Linked DNA regions of Sus scrofa: region 1 is linked to region 2. The links are chromatin contacts, called in public Hi-C maps. All regions are on one chromosome and are shown on one strand. The core of a region is the stretch at or near the end of the contact, and the rest is flanking DNA. Distances in the headings are between cores, read along the strand shown. Region 1 holds the start of PDHB (pyruvate dehydrogenase (lipoamide) beta). Region 2 holds the start of ARF4 (ADP ribosylation factor 4).

Region 1 (5,625 bases), core at 3,041-5,540, 740 kb after region 2:
TATATCTAATTAACCTGTAACAGAACTCAAACTCCTTTTTCTGGATCTTAAATTGAAAGGAACCCTTCCAATTCTTTAAGAACACTCACCTCACATTGTTTTTTATTATATATTTTTTTTTTTTTTTGTATTTTTGCTCCGGAGGCATATGGAGGTTCCCAGGCTAGAAGTCTAATTGGAGCTGTAGCTGCCAGCCTACATCACAGCCACAGCAACGCTAGATCTGAGCCACGTCTGTGACCTACACCACAGCTCACGGCAACGCTGGATCCTTAACTCACTGAACAAGACCAGGGATCAAACCTACAACCTCGTGGTTCCTAGTCAGATTCGTTAACCACTGGGCCACGATGGCAGCTCCCAAGAATGAATACTTTATAGGCAACCGGTGTGTTTACTTTATCACCTTCGTATCCATCCCACATGTAACTCACCTCACATTCAATTCCTTCTTTAGATAGCACTGTGGCAGCTTCTAAGCAGTGGCCCACAGGTCTTGAATGGGAAACTATCGTTATGTGTGTCCCTGAAACAAAGCAGTTACAGATGAAAAGTCAGGTTGAAACTAAAGACACAGTCCTGCTTTGTAGCCAGCTATGGCTATTGTTCATTTATAAGATATTAAACTCCACTTTACTCCAGTGAGATAAGGAATGTTGCAGCCTTAGAAATGAAATACAAATCCACTGGACTGAGATCTAGAAGAGCACAAATGTATTCCCAATCAAGGCATGACACATTCTTAACTTGAACTCATGCTAAAACTTCCCAAAGTAAAAAAGCAGTAACTTTGGACTGAATTTGACCAATATAAATAGAGGAGACAGATAACAAGTAATGTTTAAATGTATACTAAGTTCTTATTCTCACCTTGCCTTTCTATTTTGGCTTTTCCAATAGGAATCAGAAAATCTTTTGACTGAGCTTCTGCAGGAAGTTCAAAAGGAACTCCATACATTAATTCATTCTCCAGCACCACCACTGCAAAATAGAAATATTTAAACAAAACTGCATGACCAAATACAACACTGTCATTCACATTCTGTGAGAAGTTTAAATGTGCCCTGTGCCTATCACCTCCTGGGGATGGTTTAGGTACTGACATCTGCAGACTGGTCAATCCTACCTATGGGGATAAACCAATGTTGTAAGCATGCAGTATATTTCTCCTTTACCTAACTGGCCCCTTGTAAGTCAGAAATAAGAAAAACAACACATTTTCCCCCATCTTTACTTTGCCTGTAAATCATTAACATTTCATATGATACGTCTAAGCCTAAGTAGAAGTTTTCAATGGTGCCTACTATGCAGATATTTCATTTTAGTTCTTTAATGTTCAAAAGTGACCCACGGGTCACTCTACTGACCTGGATTGTTATCCCGAATGGCTGATTTAATAAGTCCTTTCGCATCTTCTGAGCTCCAGGGGCTGACCACCTTTAAGCCTGGGCAGTGCCCATACCAGGCAGCAAAGCACTGTGAGTGCTGGGCTGCTACACCTGCTGAGGCACCATTGGGCCCCCTGAAGACTATGGGCACAGACTGAAGGCCCCCCGACATGTAATAGGTCTTGGCAGCTGAGTTTATAACCTGGTCAATGGCTTGCATAGAGAAATTGAAGGTCATAAATTCGCAAATGGGCCTCAACCCAGCCTGTCAAATCAAAAACATGATTGTTAAAAAGACAAGAAACAAGAGTAGCAACCACTTTATTCCTCCAACATTCAAATAATGTTTTTAAAAGGTCACGTTAAAAGAAATCTCTTTGGGAATTCCCATAGTGGCTCAGTGGTTAACGAATCCAACTAGGACGATGAGGTTGCAGGTTCAATCCCTTCCCTTGCTCAGTGGGTTAACGATCCGGCGTTGCCGTGAGCTGTGGTGTAGGTCGCAGACTCGGCTCGGATCCCGCATTGCTGTGGCTCTGGCGTAGGCCGGTGGCTACAGCTCCGATTAGACCCCTAGCCTGGGAACCTCCATATGCTGCAGGAACAGCCCTAGAAATGGCAAAAAGACAAAAAAATAAATAAAAATAAAAAAAGAAATCTCTTTGGATGAGATTCATAAAGAGGACAACATACCATAGCCGCACCTACAGCAATTCCAGCAAAGCCCATCTATAAAGTGAAACACAAACATAAGTAAAAATCCACAAAAATTATTAGAGTGTACACTTTAATAGACATGCCTCCTCAAAGGCCTGCTTCCTGATGAAAGGCTTACCTCAGATATGGGAGTGTCTATGATCCTCTTATCTCCATACTTCTTCCACAGGCCTCGACTAACCTACAATTAAGCAACGACCCCATTACTTTTGAGTGTCCTGGGGGCAAACGGCCACCTCAATTCTGTATAGCTTTCATGTATCTTGGTTACCTTATATGCCCCATCATACTGAGCAACTTCTTCCCCAAGGAGAAATACCTTCTCATCTCTTTCCAGCTCCTCATCCATACCTTGATTTATAGCGTCACGAACTGTTACCTGTCACAGGTATGGGAAAGCAGTCAATGAGCTACAGGATTACTTAGGATACCATTGAGATTCTCTCCCTTTACCTAGGCTGCCCACAGCATACAATATAAAAACTATCACTAGAACAGGCTTCTCTTTAAAAGTTCAAAGAATCCTATCTAAAAAGACAAAAAAAAAGTTCAAAGAATTCTAAAAGTAACATTTCTATCACTCACAGCCAGTCTTTGATAGGATGTGTAAATGAGAAATACATTAAACACTTTTCTTGACATGCACCTAGGCTTAAGAAATCTGCTTGCAGGCAGTGCTTCTTTGCCCGTCTACTTGTACCTCTCACAAGCATCCTATCTTAATAAATCTATTTCTTACCTATAAAAAAAAAAATCTGCTTGTTGGCCAGATAAGCTCATAGATGGATTGATTACTACGTACAAAGTAGACTTACGGCATTCCCATTGTTGTTCAGTGGATTAAGAACCCGACATGGTGTCCATGAGGATATGGGTTCCATCCCTGGCCTTGCTCAGTAGGTTAAGGATCTGGCATTGCAACAAGCTGCAGTGTAGGTCACAGATGCAGCTAGAATCCAGTGCTGCTGTGGCTGTGGCACAGGCCTGCAGCTGCAGCTCTGATTGGACCCCTAGCCTAGGAACTTCCATATGCTGCAGCTGCAGCTATAAAAACAAAGAAAAAAAGTATACTAGGTAGTTTTATTTCCACATGTAGTATATTGTAGAGGCAGAGAACGTCAAGTAAGCTTAAATTATACTACATATTGAGCACTCACTAAGTGCCTGGTACTGCCAAACGTGTTGCCTTCAGCATCTAAGAGTTATTTTATCACACAGGTTGGTAGAATTTTCTAGTAACATAAAAAGGATAGAGAAGGAAATTCCTCAAAAGTTGAACACAGAATTATCATATGATCCAACAATTCCACTTCTAGCTATACTCAAAAGAACTGAAACCAGGGGCTCAGATACTTGCACACCAATGTTCACAGCAGCACTGTTCACAAATCCAACAGGTGGAAACAACCCAAAGGTCCATTAAAGATGAATGGATAAACAAAATGTATATGCCCACAACGGAATATTAACCTTAAAAAGGATGGAAATTCTGACATTCTACAACATGGATGAACCTTAAAAACATGGTGAAATAAACCAGAAAAAGGACAAATAAACCAGATAAAGGACAAATCTTTATTTACCACTTACAGGAGGTAGTGAGAATAGATACTCATATACACAGAAGGTACAAAAGAGGTTACCAGGGGCTAAGAGGAAATAAGGAGTTATTGTTTAATGGGTACAGTTTGTTTGGGATGATAAAATTCTGGTAGTGAACGGACAATATGGTGAATTACTTAGTGCCGCTGAACATACAGTTTAAATGGGAAATTTTGTATTTTACTACAAAAGTACATTTTAAAGGGGGTGAGAGAAGAAGTATGGAGTCTAATTAGATCGGCCATCTGATTTCAATGAGCCTTGCGCGGCTGACATGCCACCCCAGCCTCTGCCCCAGGACGAGGGACCCCTCCCTGTCTGGTTAGCGTCTGGGCCAATTACCTGCAGCGCCGCCGGCGCCGTGCGGTGGAAGCGCCTCCTCAGCAGCAGCCCGGAGACCTTGCGGGGAGAAAAAGGACGCTTAGAGGGGACGCAGGATGGCAGGGATCGCGCAGGATCCTGGGGCCAGTGAGCCGCTGCCTACCTGCTCCAGGGGCCTCCGCACCAGCCCAGCCACTACCGCCATTTTGAATGTGTCCTCTAGTCGCCAAGAAATGACAACACCGCGGGGCTGCAGAAGAGTCAAGCCCGCTCTTCCCCGCCGGTGCCGGCCAATGGCAGGGCACGGCGCCTGCGTGCCCCGCCCCCTATGGCGTCAGGGTCGAGGGGCGGGGCCGAGGAGGCGCGAGGGTGGTCCGTCAGCTTGGCTTGATGCCCACTCGGATCAAGTTTGCTGAAGGTGGGCGGTTCCTGGCACGCACAGTGCACGCCGAGAGCACGTCCCTGCTTGTTGGAGCGCAGTGACCCCAAGTCATACTCAAAGGTCTAACTCGAGGCTGAGGAATGTGTCAGGCCAGGCTTCCGCAGGCACTGAAATCCTTTGGGCACCAAGCCAAACTGGTGACTGGAAATTTACAATCTTACAAGCGAGCCTACTCCTTCTTGGACAGCACCGTCTATTGATTTCTTACAGTGTGAACCAAAGCTTTCACGTGTGCCAGGCGTTGTGTTGTGCTTTATGGCTTATTTCTCACAAGAACCCGCTCAGGTAATTAATAGCATTAGCTCCATTTCGCAGATGGTTAAACTGAAGCAGGGATTGGTTAAATCAGTCAGGGTTTGAATTTAGGACTGCCTGACTCTAAAGGGTAGTCTTTTATTACTGCTTCCTGAAGCAGAAGTTGGGGTCTGCGTTACAACAACCTGCATTTAGAGAGGGTTTTTGTTTTGTTTTGTTTTGGGTTTTTTTGCCATTTCTTGGGCCGCTCCCAGGACATATGGAGGTTCCCAGGCTAGGGGTCCAATCAGAGCTGTAGCCGCCAGCCGACACCAGAGCCACAGCAACACAGGATCCGAGCTGCGTCTGCAACCTACCTACAGCTCCCGGCAACGCCAGACCCTTAACCCACTGAGCAAGGCCAGGGATCGAACCTGCAACATCATGGTTCCTAGTCGGATTCGTTAACCACTGAGCCACGACGGGAACTCCCTAGAGGGTTTTATAGGGTCAAATACCTGATTAGGGAAGCCTTTGGAAGCTTCCTCTCATTGGTCTCTTTTTGACCCTGCATGCAGTGGTGGGGATAGGGGTGGGCGGTGGTCAGATAGGACCTCTGGGGACTCTGTCAGTCCTTACTCATGCCCAGGACATTCCAAAAACTCTTCTGAGGGCTGCAGGCTGCCAGTCTGGGTTTAATCTCAGGGCTCTCAGAAGCCAGCGCAGCAGGGAAGTGACCAGGTGAGGAGGAGTCTGGTTGCTGAGTGAGAAAGAGAGGAGGGGGATTCAAGCAAAAGCAGGGAGACCTGAGAGTCTTTGGCAGAGGGAGCACTGGACTCTGGAGGGTTGAGGTGAAGAGGAGAGAATAGGTTTGAGATCTGTTTAGGACCAGAATCAATAAGGTTGCCTTGAGGCAAGGGG
Region 2 (5,516 bases), core at 271-2,770:
AAACTTTCAAGTAAAACCTCCCAACTTCTCTAGAAAACAATCTAATAAACCAACAGATTTCAATGTTACAAGTTAGAGGGGCGCCTTATAGCATTATTCAGGTGCAAAAAGCTTAGCGGTGATGTAGAGACTACTCATAGTACTATGGGGAAGACGTTGCTTACATCACTCGACTAACAAGTCCCTTCTCCCTCAGCAGAGCAAAAATCGGACCCTAAAAAGCAATTTTTAAAAAGCCCGTTTTCCCTAAGAATTTTTTAAAACACCTTCGTAATTACTCTTTAACAAGGCGACCCTAAAATTAAGCGTCATTATGTTCACTTACTGAAAATGTGTTAGCACTTTAAAAGAATTTAGTTTCTAATTTATTTTCCATTAAATCTTCACCAGCTGGACAAAAATTACGTGGTCTGAAAATCAAAGAGAGTAAACCAAAGAGCGTGGCTAAAAGAAACATTCATGATAAACTCAATTTTCAGGAACATTAATAGGAAAAAAACAAAAAACAAAAACAAAAACAAAAAAACGTGAAGCAGAATCCAGAGCGAAGCAAAGTTTAGCGAAGAGAGCGCAGAGGACTCCGGACTCTACTAAAACCTTGGGTGTTCGCTCGCCTGCCACTGTACTGGGGCTGGTCACTTCCTGCACCGGCCGGCTCCGGGCGACCGCTCGCTCACATACCAAAGGAGGGTGAAAAGTGTGTACACGGGGCAGAAAGAGGGAGGAGGAAGGCTAAACTGCTGCCCACACCCGGGGAAGAGCAGAATCAGATCGCATTCTCAGAATGGGCCGCGCCAATATCTTCCGGGCTCTGCGAGATTCGACAGTTCGCTAACCTCACATCTCCGCCCAATTCCGTCGGGCTTTCAGTAGGATCGAGAGAAAACTAAACCCAGGAGGAAACCTTGCCCGCGGCCCCTTTCCAGCCTCCCCGACAGATGGGGCGACCGCCCATCCTTCGCCCCATTGTTCCCCCTTAAGAATTCTTCCCGACCCCCACCCCTCCCCCACTACAGCAGACGGGGAGAAAAAAACAGGCCCCAAGGCCGCCCAGAGCGTAGAGACCCGGCCGCCCCACCGAGGCCTGGCCTCATCCCTCAGGCCCTAACTCACCCATCAAAATGCGCATCTGCTTCTTGCCGAAGAGGCGGGAGAAGAGGGAGGAGATGGTGAGGCCCATGGCGGTAATGGCACTTGCAATGGGCAGGAGCAGAAGGGGCTTGGGGCGTCCCCGGGCCTTCTCCTTTCACGCTCCTGGCAAAGTCAGAGGGCGAAGAGGAGCTAAGGCAGAAAGAGCGCGGCAGGGACAGCTCGCTAGCCGGCGTGTCGGACGAAGCCCCGGGACAGAAATTAGCGGGGCAAGGACCTGCTCGACGACTGGCGGGGCAGCTCCGGCTCTGGCGTTAAATCTTCGCCTGTGCCACGTCACGCGGCAGCCGCGGCGACTTCGGCAGCGGCCCGGCCCCTCCAACGCGGACAGAATCGCGTCACCGCCGCCCCATCCCCCTGCGCTTCCGGTGCTACCCGAACCACTGCGCCTGCGCACGAAAGGGATTGGCCGTCTTCGCTGACGTGCGCCTCTGGCCAGCGTCAGCCCCCGGACGTGGCTCCTGGATCTAGGCGAGGCCTGTGAGCCACTGTGTACTGGGCGACAAATACAATCCCACAATGCCTCGCTTCGTCACTTCCAATCAGACTCGAGGAGAGACGTTTCTGTTTAGAGAAATGCATCCTGGAAGTTGTATTCCTTGATTCCGGAAAGGCGAGCTGTGCATTGTGGGTTAGGTAGTAAGCCTCCGTTCTTTTCGCCCTTTGGGCGTCTTTTTCTACGCAACGCGCTAAAGATTTCCTGGTGCCACGGAGGTACATATTTCACCCACGGGACCAGACACTTGCCCTAATGGAGGAGTGAAGACAGGCCCAGTTTTCCCAGAAGATAAGTTGTTAAAAGCCTGCCGCCAGGTCCCACTGACGCTACCTAATCCTAATCCTATGTCTAGAGGAGAGCTCCGAGACTTTTTTGTAGACTATTGCAGCTTTTAAAGAGGAGCCAATTTGAAGGGCTTGCTTTTTTTTTTTTTAATCTTTCCTAGAACAAGCATGGAAGATTTATCCCTTATGTTGAGGAAGTGGAAAGACTCCTCAGTTCAAAAATATTTATGATCTTAGAAGTTCCCATTGTGGCTCAGCTGTAACGAGCTCAGGTAGTATCCATGAGGATGTAGGTTGGATCCCTGGCCTTGCTCAGTGGTCTGGCGTTGCCATGAGCTGCAGCGTTCGTTGCTGTGGCTGTGGCTGAGGCTCGCGGCTGCAGCTCCCATTTCCACCCCTAGCCTGGGAAGTTGCATATGCTGTGCGTGCAGCCCTCCAAATAAAAAAAAAGAAAAAAAAAAAAGATCTTAATGTTTTCCAAAGTAAGGTATACAATTTGCAAAAAAAGATGTATAAAAGAGCAACCTCCCCACCTCCTATGGGTTTCTTCTATACTGTTGGTGCCGTTTAGTATTAAGTCATGCTCCCTATCTTTTTTTTTATCATTATTATTATTATTTTGTAATTTTTTGGCTGGCCTAAGCAGGCATATGGAGTTACCAGGCCAGGGATCAGATCCCATTGTGCCACAGTGGGACCTCCTCACCAACCATTTAGATCTGGTTAGAGTTTAACTGCGTTGGAAAATACATTCTTGAGCTTCCAACTAGATAAATTACTCAGGCTTTAAAAAATCATAACCACTCTTCATAGTTAGGATTTCGCATTCAATATTACTGTTGACAACCCTCTTCCCTTTACCCCCTTGTGTGAAAACGGTAAACGGGCCAAACTCTAGTTTGTTTTTCTGTGTTGTTTGCAATGGACTTGGCACACCATGACTCTCAAATATGGTTGAATGATGGTGGGATAGATAAACAAACTGTAGTATCTCCATACTGTGCAGTATTCTCAGGAGTTTAGGATGATGTAGAACTGTAAATCTAATGAAAAGATCGCTAAGATACATTTACTGAAAAAGGCCAAATAATGACTAAGTACTGTAAGGAAAGGTAAAAATGTAGATTTTCCGTGTGTGTGTGTGTGTGTGTGTGTGTGTGTGTGTGTAAATGCAGAACAAGAGCTTTGAAGGAGAGTCTGTAATAATGATAGTGGTGTAACTGTCTAGCCTATGTGGAGGGAGGAGGGCACCTTCCCAGAGAGTGAGGGAACCTAGTTTGGAAGTGGTAGTCAAAAGACAGCTTTATTTTGGAGTTCCTGCTGTGGTGCAGTGGGTTAAGAATCTGACTGTAGCAGCTCAGGTCACTGCATAGTTCCACAGCTATGGCTCAGATTTAATCCTTGTCCCAAAAAATTCCATATGCCTCCTGTGCAGCTATTAAAAAAGAGGGAAAAAAAGGCTTTATCTATTTATCTAACTTTTAAAAATCTGTTTTATTGAGATATAATTGATATGCAATAAAATTCATGAATTTTAAGTGTACAGTTTTATGAATTTAACAAATGTACAGTGTAGGCAACACCATAATCATATTAGTCATTTCTATTACTGCAAAAAGTTCTCTCATACTGCTTTTTAGTCATCCTCTTCCTTCACTTCAAGCCCTTGGCCAACCACTAATGTGTTGTCTCTATAGATTTGCCCTTTCCAATATTTCTTGTAAATGGAATCATACAGTATGTAGTCTGTATTTCATGTGTGGCCTCTTTCCCCTAGTAAAATGCTTTTGAGATTCATCCATGTTATAGCATGTACCAATACTTTTTTCTTTTCATTGTCAAGTAATATTCCATTGCATGGATATACCACTTTTTTATCCTTTCCTCAATTGATGGCCCTTTTTGGGTTATTTGAAGTTTTGAGCTTTTATTAATAAAACTGTTCATACATTTGAGAACATGTGTGGGTGTGGCTATATTTATTTTTATAAGATGAATATATTTATACACTACTTATTTATTTATTTATTTATTTATTTATTTATTTATTTGTCTTTTTGCCATTTCTTGGGCTGCTCCCGCAGCATATGGAGGTTCCCAGGCTAGGGGTCTAATCGGAGCTGTAGCTGCCAGCCTACGCCAGAGCCACAGCAACGTGGAATCTGAGCCACGTCTGCGACCTACACCACAGCTCACGGCAACGCCAGATCATTAACCCACTGAGCAAGGGCAGGGACCGAACCCACAACCTCATGGTTCCTAGTCGGGTTTGTTAACCACTGTGCCACGACGGGAACTCCATACACTACTTATGTAATTTAAAAAATGATCTTTGAATTTGATAAGTTCACCACTGTTTTTGGAGTTCCTGTTGTGGCTCCATGGGTTAAGTACCCAACTAGTATCCATGAGGATACAGGTTTAATTCGTGGCCTTGCTCAGTGGGTTAAGGATCCAGTGTTACCGTGAGCTGTGGTTAGATCACACACATGGCTGGGATCTGGCATTGCTGTGGCGGTGGCAGTTGCAGCTCCGATTGGACCCCCTAGCCTGGGAACTTCCATATGCTGCACATGTGGCCCAAAAAGAAAAAGTAATGGGATTTTATACTGCAAAGCAACTACTTTTTCAACTGAATAATATACTGTGGCTGTTTTAAAATACGAGTACCTGTAGATTTACCTGGTTCTCTTTTTTTGGCCACACCATGGCATGCAGAAGTTTCCAGGCCAGAGATCAAACCTGCACCACAGCTGTAACCAGAGCCACAGCAGTACTAATGCTGGATCCCCAACTCACTGAGGTCCCTACTTTATTTGCCTCACAAAGATGGCATAAATTTTATACATAAATCTTAAACTAATTTAAAGTTTCTTCCAGGGAAACTTTTTTAAAAAATAGGGAATGCAACTGTTTGACTACTTTCCTTCAAAGTATATATAGCATTCACATTCCTGACTTCCAGAAGAACTAGTACTCTGGTTTTCTGGAAACTTTAAAGCAGAGTGATTTTATGGCAGGAATTTATCTTGAGACCACAAATTCCACTAAGATTTGTATTTACCATCTAACATTTACGAAAGTTTCAGTGTTAAAGCAGCAGCAGGCTCAAAATGGAATCATTTGTGTCTCCCTCACCCAACAACAGCAAACTAAGATTTAATTGCAATTTAAACCCTTCCCAGAAATGTGCTCCTTAAAAGTCAATCTGAAAATACAGATAGCAGTAGTGAGGTAATCTCCATGATAAAGACCCCTGCCATTTCTTCTCTCTCCTCAAAGAAGATGGCCTGGCCTGAAACTATCCTTTCTTTTTGCTGATACCTTTTTGTCCAGCCCTCCTTCTACCTGTAAAAACCTTCCATTTTTGTACAGCCCCCTGGAGTGCCCTTCTCTCTACCAGTAGAGGTGCTACCAGACTCATCAATTGCTGAATAAAGTCAATCAGATACTCAAGCCTACTCAATTAAATTTTTGTTTTTTAACAGATTGGTGGCAGGAAAGGATCTGAAGCAAACTTTGGAGACATTCAGGGATAATGAGAAACACAGACTTGGTGCCCTCAAACCCTCTCTTTCTTGCTG

Evidence for each region. Hi-C and Micro-C count contacts between places; a contact is called where the count stands out from the background.
Region 1: a contact with region 2 is called in a Hi-C map of skeletal muscle, with 11 times the contacts expected there. The contact joins the promoter of PDHB here to the promoter of ARF4 in region 2. A contact is called at or near these places in 2 of 47 Hi-C or Micro-C datasets (liver and skeletal muscle).

The regions. Positions count from the first base shown.
Region 1 is chr13:40,163,212-40,168,836 of Sscrofa11.1, forward strand. PDHB (pyruvate dehydrogenase (lipoamide) beta) reads right to left here and starts at 4,291. Exons shown (of 10, transcript NM_001244398.1): 1 at 4,192-4,291; 2 at 4,050-4,106; 3 at 2,377-2,484; 4 at 2,224-2,286; 5 at 2,082-2,117; 6 at 1,368-1,653; 7 at 871-981; 8 at 435-526. The coding sequence starts at 4,233. It overlaps LOC110256254 (a long non-coding RNA gene), which reads left to right and starts at 4,434. Exons shown (of 3, transcript XR_002337600.1): 1 at 4,434-4,755.
Region 2 is chr13:39,428,657-39,434,172 of Sscrofa11.1, forward strand. ARF4 (ADP ribosylation factor 4) reads right to left here and starts at 1,521. Exons shown (of 6, transcript NM_001048072.2): 1 at 1,114-1,521. The coding sequence starts at 1,180.